Regions from separate parts of the Gossypium hirsutum genome. Here region 2 is linked to region 1. Evidence: chromatin contacts called from public Hi-C data. All regions are on one chromosome and are shown on one strand. The core of a region is the stretch at or near the end of the contact, and the rest is flanking DNA. Distances in the headings are between cores, read along the strand shown. Region 1 holds the start of LOC107953045 (protein mago nashi homolog). Region 2 holds the start of LOC107895611 (poly(rC)-binding protein 4).

Region 1 (5,585 bases), core at 1,503-4,002:
GAAAGGGAATGATTATTTGACTTCTGCAGAAAGGTAGGATACTATTCAGTATTCGAAGCGCAGCTTTGGAGCATATTATGGACGTGGTAGTCTGATAATCTTTTAGCTGTTAACGCTTTAAATAGCAGCACTGAAGTCTTGGATATCAGCTACTCGATGCATTAAAGAGTTTTGAGGCGTCCCTGGTAAATCCTATTCTGCCATGTTCTTAGAGAAGCAAATAAAGCTGCGGACTTTTTGTCTATGTGGTCGCCATCAAATGACTTCAGTCTGCAAGTTTTAGATTATCCCTCCTGTTGGTATTGAAGACATATTTTCTGGTGTTATTATTACTAGATAACAAGCGATGTTTTTAGTCTGGTGCTTCACGGCCTAGTCTACTCTATTAATACCCAAGTACATACATACATATATGAAATATTTGAAGGATTAACTAATTAGTTTCCGCAAAGTAAAGATGAAATTCACCTATAAGAACGTATAACATAAGCCATGGTTGTACAAATTGGTCAGGTTTTCATCACCAAAGTTTTCAATCAGAGGTTCAACCGGCTCAATTCATCTTCTACAGAGTTTTCACCACTGGCGAATCCATTTCATGTAAGGATCAATTTAATCATCAAACCAAAGCTAGCTCAAAAAGTTTTAGATTAAAAAGTTAATTCATGATAATAATTCAAGGAATATACCTAAATAGTCAATGGAGAAAAAGCCTTTAATATACCTAAATACCAGAAATTTCCATTTCAGACCTACATTTCCCCCCAAAGTTCCAAAATCACTGTAATCACTCCTACAAACATACCCTTAGCTTAACCATTTAAATTAATTAAAAGCAAAATGGAAGCTATACCAATAGCAGGAACAGTGAAAACAGCCCTTGTGACACCTCTGCATGGAAGAGGATTATCAATCTTCAAATAGGCTTGATCTTGAAGTGGAGCGAGATAAGAGAGAACACAAAGCACTTCAAGTCCTGCAGTACATAAAAAAGTGAACAAGGTCAGATATAGAGTCTATATTATAGACAAGCAGAAAATAGCACATCCTATAAACTTAGGATGCATAAGAGAACCAACATCCGTGGATCAGTATATGCATGAGCACAAGGAATCAGATAAACCATGGAAGAAGCCAGGGTCGGATTCCAAGCATGAAAAGGCATCTAATTACCACCCTTATATATTATGGATACTAACCGTGCTGGTAACTCGTTTCAAATATACATTGTAAGAGGAACAAAATAAACTTTAGCTTTGCCTTTCAGCATTGTACTTTTAAATAAAATAAACAAGAAATCAAGTGCCAAAGCAGAAATAAATTAAAAAAAATCAATCACGGAGCATCCATCAATGAAAACAAAACCATCTTTGTTTCAAATTACCGTGTTAAAGAACGAGTGAGGCAACAAACAAGAGAAAATATACTAGAACCTTTTCCCTATACTAAATGATGCAATACAAAGGCCCAAAGGGGGATCACAACATGACTGAAGAGAGCAAAACAGCAGATTGACAATGTCTATTAACTGACCTGAACCAGATAATAAAATATACGAAGCCCTTCGGGATCCTTGCTGCTCTGAACATCAACAAGGGACCCAATCTTTGAAGTAGTGAAAGAAATATGCTCATTCCCCATCACAATCTCGAGCTCCTGCCGTCCGACACGGTCAGGTTCTGGCCAGTTGTTGTCATCTTCCTTCATGATCTAGACAAAGAATGCCCAATAGAATTGAACAATAATATCAAGAACCATAATTAATAAAAATTGCAAATTTAAACCATCCTGAGCGTCGAAAGAACCGCAAGTTACCATTAATCGAAGAAATAAATAATCAACTAAAACTAAATCTTTTAACCTAAAACCCAGCTGGGCAATTTGAAAAACTGCAGTAAAATCAGAAAATTACAAAATATTTACATCAATCAGAACTGGAAACAAAAGACAATAAATACAAACTCGTTATTTAAGCAAAACATAGAGAAAACAAGAAAAAGAAAACCTAATTTTTGATCCCAAACCCTAGGCAAAGTTGAATTAAAGTGGAAAAGAATTAAGGAAAGCATTAAGGCGAAGTAAAGGGTTGAAAAAGGATAGGAGACCTCGCTCTCGGTGATGATGCGGCGGCATTCCTTGAGAACGGCAGGGGTGAGGAAGACTTCTTTGCGGATCATGGTGTCGTTTTTGTAGTTGGAGTTGTTAGCATATCGTAGCTTCCCGTCCGGCCTGAACTCGAACTCCAAAAATTCGTGCCCAAATTTCCCTTTATGCCCTACGTAGTAACGGAGGTAAAACTCTCCGCTCTCCTCCTCGGCCGCCATTGTTTTTCCCTCTCTTTTTTTTTTCTTGTAAGATTCTCGAAAAGAAAGCAAACAACACTGAAAACACTTCCAAGTCCAAGGGATTTTTCTGGATATATTGATGGGTCCACCTAGTTATTGGGCCTCCCAAGTTTTGTTTGGGCTGGGCCGTTTAATCTCCTCCATGCATAATCTCAGTATGAATTAAGGATATCCTCAAAATTAGAAATGTAGAGTATAATTAAATAAGTTAAATTAGAATTGATTAAATAACCTTTAAAATTTTAGGGAGATTTAGATGTACTATTGGGTACGGTGCAGTGCGTTTATTTTACTTTTTACCCTACGCTATTATCACTGTTTTTACACTAATTAGAGATAAATACATTATTCATCCAAATTAACTCACAAAAACATGTTTTTATATTGGGTATTTTTAAAAACTACAAACTATTGTTGGAGTTTAGTCGATGTATGATTGACTAATAAAATATAATGATAATGATAATGATGTCTTACTGAACCAAACTAATACAACAATTATGGTTTGCTGTAATTGTCCAAGTCTTAAAGATTCCTTTTATCTCTTATAAATTTGACTTCGTAGGCTCAATATATATATTGTGATGAACATAGGATAAAAGACCTGTTTTTTAATCATAATTTAAGGCAAATTATTTAGAAGATCATAAAAACATAAATCTCCATCTCTGGTTCATAAAGGAAAAATAAAATAAAATCACACAGAATATTGACGAAAACGAAAGCAAATAAGCCAATAAACAATAGCACTGCCTCTCCCCTAGCTCATAATTCCAACAACGGCTCCCAACAAGGCTACCATAAAACCATAATTCACGGTGCTCGGAGCTCCGCTAGGTGTTGACGGGGGAGAAGTTGTTGTACCACCACTGGGGGGAGTCCCGGAAGGAGTGGTGGAACCAGACGGAGTAGAGGGGGTGGAGGGTGAGTTGCCACTAGCTGCTACAACATTGATGGCTAGCTTCATGCCACCAGCACAGTGACCTATGGTGGGGCATATGAAATACATTGCCCCTGGATTGGACAGTGTGATGACAGTGTTCCCATCGCTGTAGGATTTAATAGCATTGCCGGTGTTGCAATTATCGTAGTCGCTCTTGGATACTTCCTCCACCGAGTGGCTGCCACCGTAGGTAAACACTAAAACGAAAAAATACAAACAGGGTCATTCATATTGTTATCTTACTTTGGCTTAATTTTGGTAAGGAAGCAACTTACAAAGTGTGTCGCCTACGGTGAATGTTTTCCCTTGAACCCAACTTTGGTAATCTCCGGTCGTGGTCCAACCGCTGCTGTCTCCTACGGTGTATTGCTCGGCAAAAGCCGCCGGAGCTGCTAGGAGGAGGAAGAGGAGGGCTGCTGCTAAACCCATAATGTTATAAAGTTTAAAGCCTAATTTTAGTTGGAAAAAAATAAAGGACGGTGAAGGGACTCTTAGCACGTTATGTTGTGTTATATAGAAGGCTGAAAGTATGATTTATAGAAGCAAAAAGTCAAGCAATTTCTCTATTATTCTTACTAAAGCCAATAATTAATGTTAGCTTAATTAATATTCTTCCATCTCCTCCTCACCAAATCAAATTGAATATATATATATATATTGCTGCCTTTTGATTCAAATAAGAAAGAAAAAAAGGGTATTGATAGGTTCAGCTAGCAGCCTCTGTGTGGGACTTTTTATAATCTTTGCTCTCTCACTTGTATAGAATTTAATGGGGTGAAATTGCAGAATAAAAATCAACATTTATTTTTATTTCTAATTTAATTTTAACACAAATCTTTTATCATTACATTACCCATTTGGTGAAGTCATTTTCCTTTTTAACATTTGTACCTATTAGATAAGAGTCAAAAGTTTCAGCCTAAACAAATACAATCTAGAATCTCTAACCTAACCACCTTTGGAGAACTTGTGTAACTGAAACAGGTTGAAACTGATGTCTTGTTTATGCACCAAATTTATGTCTTAAATTATATTTTAAGGATCTATTTTGGTTTTACTAGTGTTTTTTAATTTTATTTATCTACTTTAATTTGATATAATTTGATTTTTCTATTTTTATAATATTATTAATAATTAATACATTTAAATTAATAATACTATTAGTTATTGCTATTAAAATGAAAATGTACATCCGCCTTATATGTAAATTTTTAAATATTTATTGTGTGCTTAAATAACATTAAAAAAAATTTACTTCATCACTTTAATGACGGTAATTAATTATTTTATCAATTTAAACTTACTAATAATACCATTTAAAAGAAGCCTAAGTAATGTCAAATTAAAGTAAAAAATCAAATACTAAAATTTAACATAATACAGCGACTAAAACCATAACTAGACCCTGTTTAATAAAAAAAACCTAACCCGTTGGCCATTACATCACCAACCAAAAAGATGCTAATCAATTCAAACATTTAATATTTTATTATAATAATAATAAATCATTGCATTCCTATTATCTGTATGGATTGGTTAGCAATAGGCATATGATGAACTCACCATAACTGCATTTTATATTTCTGAAAATTATTGGAGTATTAGTTATCATATGATAATGGCCATGTACTTTGAAAATGAAACCTTGAAGGAGTTGGTGGAGTTGGTAAAACAGCCCCTCCTTTGTTTATCTTCAACAATTTATATTCAAATATATTTTTTATATTCTTCATATTCATTTTACGATTTATATTTAGAGTTTGTTATTATATCTTTTAACAAATGAAACGTTAAAGGAGTTGGTAAAACATCCCCCCTCTTTTATTTATCTTCAATAAACTATAACCAATATATTTTTTACATTCTTCATATTCGTTTTACAATCCATATTCAGAATTTATAGTTGTCCCTTCTAATAAAAATATATTGTGGCTTACTATTGCACTCAGCCACTTTTTGGTAAATATATACTTTTAATTATACAATAAAACTATTCATGGGTTGAACAATGTTAATATACAGTATTAATGTATAATTATATAAATTTAATTTTATTAAAATATGTATCATGTAAATTTTGTTAATAGTTTTAAATGTTAAAACAGACCCATTTACATCTGTTCATATTCCTTTTACTACTATTGTATATTGTTTTTTTCTTGTATTAAATCATTAGATAAAACAATTTAATATTTTTTACTGTATATTTAATTCTCAAATTATTTAAATACCGGGGCTTGAATTCTATTTATATTTTAAATTGATTTTTTAATTAAAATTCACCTTTTTAAATCTTA
Region 2 (5,585 bases), core at 1,071-3,570, 520 kb after region 1:
GGAAAGACAAATATAGTAGGAAAAATTACCCTGGTGGTTGAGTACCAGCTTGTTGAATCATCTGAGAATATATGCATTCATCAACCCTCTGCTTTGCTAAGGCAACCTAAGGGACATCCATAATTAAAACAAGATGAGAAACATGACAAACAAATCCAGCTGAGCAGAGCTTTTATTCTGGTTTTAACATGCAATCTTAGTATGTCAACAACCTCCGCATATCTCAACAAATCTTTGGGGTAAAAAATGCCGAATCTTCCAGCCTTTATAAAAAAAATTACCTGCTGAGAACTACCACTGAACTGAATATGCCTCACATTTTGCTCTCCTTTCCCGCCATAAACCTGCAACAGTAGAACTAATGTATTTAGAACTCAAGAAAGTCACTCCTAATTCGTAAACATGGATACTTGACCAAGAATAACTAAAGATTGAATCCACAGAGAAAGTTAGAACAAGCCATCTGCCTACCTTTATGGTTGCTCCAGACTCGATTCTGATCCTTGAAATATTGGAGCCACATCTTCCAATCAATCCACCAATATATGTCTCCGAAACCACCATCTCGAAAGTTACATAATCAGCTGCAAGAGTGGTTGTCCTAAAGATGATGTGGTTATAAGAAAATATTAAAACTTGATAGCCACATAATGTAGCGGTTGAAAGCTAAAAATAAGTAACGTAAAATATTGAATAACCTGAAGTTGGGTCCACAAATGGCTGTGGAAGGGTTGGGCGAAGCAAGTTAAAATTATATGCTGGACTAATGGAAATCACTTGACGTGGTGGGTTTTCCCTGAACAAGGATCCAACAAAAGTTTTGAATATTTCATCTTCAAGCATGATAACTAGTTCATCGTATTTAGGAACTAAACTCAAGCAAAACTCAACTTATACCTGAGTTGATAACCAATCTCAGCCAGAGCCTTCAATACAGCAGGAACATCGCCTGATATCTGTTGCCAATAAGAATTCAATCATAATCCAGCCATCAGAACAAACAAACAGTATAGCAATATAAAGATAGGATTCAAATATTTTAAAAAATAAAATTTGCAAGCTTATCTCATTAAGCTTCAACCATGTAAAATCTAACCTGAACAACTCGATCAGATTCATGAGCCGATGCACACAATGGCAGCTGGTTTGGAGCAAGAATTGTGATTGAGGCTCCTGAGGAAGTCCTCAGTTTCTCAATGTTTTGACCGGACATCCCAATTAAGCCGCCTGCTTGCGACCCAGCAATCAAAAGTCTTATTGTATTTGCAGCAACATGTCCCGCACTGACAGCACCTACCTTTGCTGCCTCCGCACTACCATCATCTTCCTATTAAGAAATACAATCCAAGCAAAACATCCACAGTTCAAAAAACAACAATAAACCCGATGAAGAATTAACAATAAAACAAAAATTTGCGTGTAATTGTGTCTTGAAATTCATCATCTTTGTTTATCAGTTATCACCAAAGTTAAACTGGCAATAAAATAAATAACTGAGAGATTATAGAGAAAAAAAGGGTTACCTTTAGGATTAAGGTAGCTATTTGTTGAAGTGCATTTTCCGCATCAGAAACCATGTTCTCACAATCTTTAGAGCTTATAATGATGACACGTTCTTCATGTCGCTGACATTAACAAATACAAAAGTATGGGTAAAGGAATAATTAAGTGAGAAAAGGAAATACAACAAAATTCATGATATTCCTAAACTTACGACGATTGCATCGGCAATCTTGATGGTGGCCTTGGTGTCTTCACGAATCTTTTGGATTCTATGACCTCCTTTGCCGATGACTTTACCGATCTGCCTCGAAGGAACAACGATTCGGAAAATGACGTCCTGGGCTTTGGCCTGTCGTTTGGGAGCCGATTCGCCTGTATCGTAGGCGGCCGTGGGGTCATCTTCGTCGCGACGGCGCTTGGCAGTGGATAAAAGGTCTTTTGGGGGAATAGGCTGGGATTGGACAGCGGTGAGAGGTTGAACATCGATTTGGGAGGCGGGTCGCATTGGGGGGTTTACAGGGAATTCACCAGGCTGAGCCATCGCCGTTGGTTCGGCAAAACCAGAGCAAGAAAATGGAAAAAGAGAAAAGAACGAATCCGTAAGAAGCTTGGAAGTCAAGGGCTTTAATCGTTTCAGAGTGTGGATTTACATATATACCCCGCTAAAAGGGCATTTGGAACTTCAGACTCGGATCACAACAAGTCACGAGCACCGAGCCACAACCCGCAACACAAATCTTTCACCTAATTTCACTCTCTTTCTTCTTCTTCTTCTTCTTAAATAAAAATAAAAATAATGCATATATGACTTCTTTTTTGAAATCTAATGTCTCATTCGTGTATATTATAGCTAGATTTTTACTTACATTTGAAATTTTTGGCTTGTTGTCATAATTGGCTTTACGCCACGTGTCAATGGTTTAATATTGTTCATTTTTTTTTAATATTCTTGCTATTACTATTTATTTGACGGCTAAATTAGCAAAAAAAATGTCAGATTAAAATGATTTATATATTTAATGGAATAGATCGATTTTGAAAAAAGAGTTGGACGTATTTTCATCCAACAATAATCTCTCCAATAGTCGAATTTTTATCTGTCATAAAAAAGCAGCTAGTTTTATTTTTATATAAACTCAAATCTTTTCCTCATTTTTTTCATTCAAATCTAATTTTTTCAAAATTTTTGAGTCTCTCAATATTTTAATTATAAAATTTAAATTTAAATTCTCTCAAGTTCGTCTTGATTTGATTCTGTTTTTCGATTTTTATTTGTGTTAACTTAATTTTGGGAATGGTAAATACTCTTATTCATTTCGATGACAACCACATCTTCGCATTCCAGTTGTAAAAGGTAACAAAATATTTCTAACTTTTATAATTTTATTTAAGTTTATTATTAAGTTGTTAAAAAGATTTTTTTTTATAATTAGGCCGAAGCTCGGATTTTGGAGACATATACACAATCTATTTTCGAGGCCATCACGTATGATTGAACCCTATTTGGAAGATGTAAGATTCTGACACGTGTCTTGTATGTTCAAGGGTGTAAATTGGACCCCACACTTATCAAAGTATTGGTGGAAAGATAGAGACTCGAGTCACTCACTTTTCATTTTACATACGATGGGTGTACAATCACACTCGAGGATGTACAATTACAGCTTGATTTATCGGTGGATAGGCTAGTCGTTATGAGATTAGTGTTTGTTGACGATTGGAGTGGCATTTGAGAGCAACTGTTAGGTAAGGTGTCAAACAAGTTTTTCGGCAGTCGGTAAAGATGAAATGGTTGGAAGAAAATTTCCAAAATCTCCATGAGAGTTCGAGTCCCCTTGAAAGAGAACGACACACCCAAGCTTACATCCTGAGGTTAATTGGAGGTGTTCTAATGCCTAATAAATCTCGAACTCTTGTACATTTAAGGTGTCTGCTACAACTCATCGACTTAAAAGAAGTGGATCTACTTAGTTTGGGGTCAGTTGTGTTGGCAACATTGTACCGAGAGATGTGTCAGGCGACACAACCACAAAAAATTAAAATTGGTGGTTGTTTACTCTTTTTGCAGTCATGGGCATGGTTTAGACTACCATTTTTACGTCCCCAAGCTGACTATCATTATACTTTCTCACTCATAACAGGGTAAAATTAATTCTATAATATAATTATCATAATATTATTTAATTAGGCCGATTTTTGAAAAAAAATATTATTTGAATAGGGGGAACCATAGCCCGAGTTATGTGGGACTACTAGAAGAGCTCGAAGATATCCAGTTACTGTTAGGCCAACGATCGGAAGCCTAGATTAGTTTTTTACATTTTTTAATTATATAATATTTATGTAAGGATTTCAAAATTAATATTAACTAAATAATAAACTTTATTATTTCATACTATAACTTGAATAAACACCATATTCTGATCTGAGAATTCAACAATGTATCTCATCCGAATTATTAGTCAATCTCGATATCAAGCATGTGAATGTGTCATTGATAGTTTACACCACGATGGTGTTGGAAAAAATATGGTTTGAAAACAGTTTTCTTGCACAATGAAAAAAAAACTTTTGAAACCGACTTGATTTGTGATATTTATAGCAATAAACTCTAGACCGAAATTGTAATTGTGTTTCGAATAAACGGATCATTGTCATTCTCTGTTAATAAACACTTTTGACTTTGACCGACTATTGACCAGTGTTGACATGATGTTGACCGGCATTGACTAATAATTGATCAGCATTGATCAATCATTGGTCGAGCATTAGTTGATGTTGACTGATCATTGAGTGCCTTGATCGACCATTGACCAACATTGACTGGCGACACGGCATTATTAGAACATGCTACATGTTTTTTTTTTAAATATTATATATACTATATTGGTTAAAAATATAAATAATCATATATTATATGTATAACTTTTAAAAAAAGTTTAAAATAATTTTTTATAGAATTCTAAAATATATAATTATTAATTTAAAAAATTCAAAATAATGCCAATTGAGTCTTAATTCAATTGGCATCGACATTGTTGCCAGTGCAGGAGAGTATTAGTTTAAGTGCGTTGAAACGTAATATCCTTTATTTAAGAGTTGAGGAGGGCTATAAGTAATTCTAAACATTGTATCAAAAAATAAAAATTAGGAATCAATATAATATATATATAATTTTTACAAAAGACACGTACAGTATTCTAATAGTGCCACGTGGTCTGTCAATGATCAGTTAAGACTCGGTCAATGCCAGTCTACAGGTAATCAACAATCAGTCAAAGTTAAAATTATTTTTTAATATTTAAATATTTAATATTATATTTTTATATTTTTTTAAGTTTAAATTTAATGTTATTGTTTTAAATTAACCTAATTGTCACGTGACATTTTTCATTGGGCAAAACATGCCACGTGGCTCTTTTCCATTGACCAAAGTTGCCCAATTTTTTAATAGTCGTTACAAAATGGACAAAAATAGAAGAAATTGATACTTTAGGTATCAAATTAGGACAAAAAAAATTTAAGTACCAAAGTAGAAAAATGAGTATACTTTAGGGATCAATTTGTCGATTAAGCCTATACTAAAAAAATAAAGGGATAAATCTCAAAATTGTACATGAACTTTGATTTAATGTGCAATTGTATACATGAACTTTAATTTGGTACAATTATACACTTGAAACTCTAATTGTTGTTCAAATATATATTTGAAACTTTAATTTTGATTTAATCATACACATTTAAAGAAATAAATACATCAATTTATTTTTATATTGGATAATATAATTATTTACGTATGCAATATATAATCATAAAATAATGTTATATCAATAATTGTGTTAATAAATTACAAGAATTAGATCAAATAAAAAATTTATGTATAAAATTGTACAAAATCAAAGTTTATGCATACATTTGTACATTAAACTATAGTTCATGTATAGTTTTGATATTTATCCTAAAAATAAAAACATATTATAAAAATGTGAAATCAACAAGGCCCTGACCACGAATGAAGGCCAAGCTCAAGATATATTTGAGTGGACCTAATATTTTTCTCCAAACACAATTTTTTTTTAAAA

Evidence for each region. Hi-C and Micro-C count contacts between places; a contact is called where the count stands out from the background.
Region 2: a contact with region 1 is called in a Hi-C map of leaf, with 1.9 times the contacts expected there. The contact joins the promoter of LOC107895611 here to the promoter of LOC107953045 in region 1. A contact is called at or near these places in 2 of 34 Hi-C or Micro-C datasets (hypocotyl and leaf).

The regions. Positions count from the first base shown.
Region 1 is chrA08:8,986,104-8,991,688 of Gossypium_hirsutum_v2.1, forward strand. LOC107953045 (protein mago nashi homolog) reads right to left here and starts at 2,753. Exons shown (of 3, transcript XM_041075819.1): 1 at 2,106-2,753; 2 at 1,534-1,710; 3 at 632-976. The coding sequence starts at 2,324. The coding sequence ends at 917. LOC107896308 (uclacyanin-3) reads right to left here and starts at 3,932. Exons shown (of 2, transcript XM_016821487.2): 1 at 3,564-3,932; 2 at 2,995-3,485. The coding sequence starts at 3,717. The coding sequence ends at 3,106.
Region 2 is chrA08:9,502,401-9,507,985 of Gossypium_hirsutum_v2.1, forward strand. It overlaps LOC107895611 (poly(rC)-binding protein 4), which reads right to left and starts at 2,321. Exons shown (of 9, transcript XM_016820885.2): 1 at 1,715-2,321; 2 at 1,524-1,625; 3 at 1,097-1,327; 4 at 898-956; 5 at 699-796; 6 at 472-584; 7 at 282-344; 8 at 30-106. The coding sequence starts at 2,044.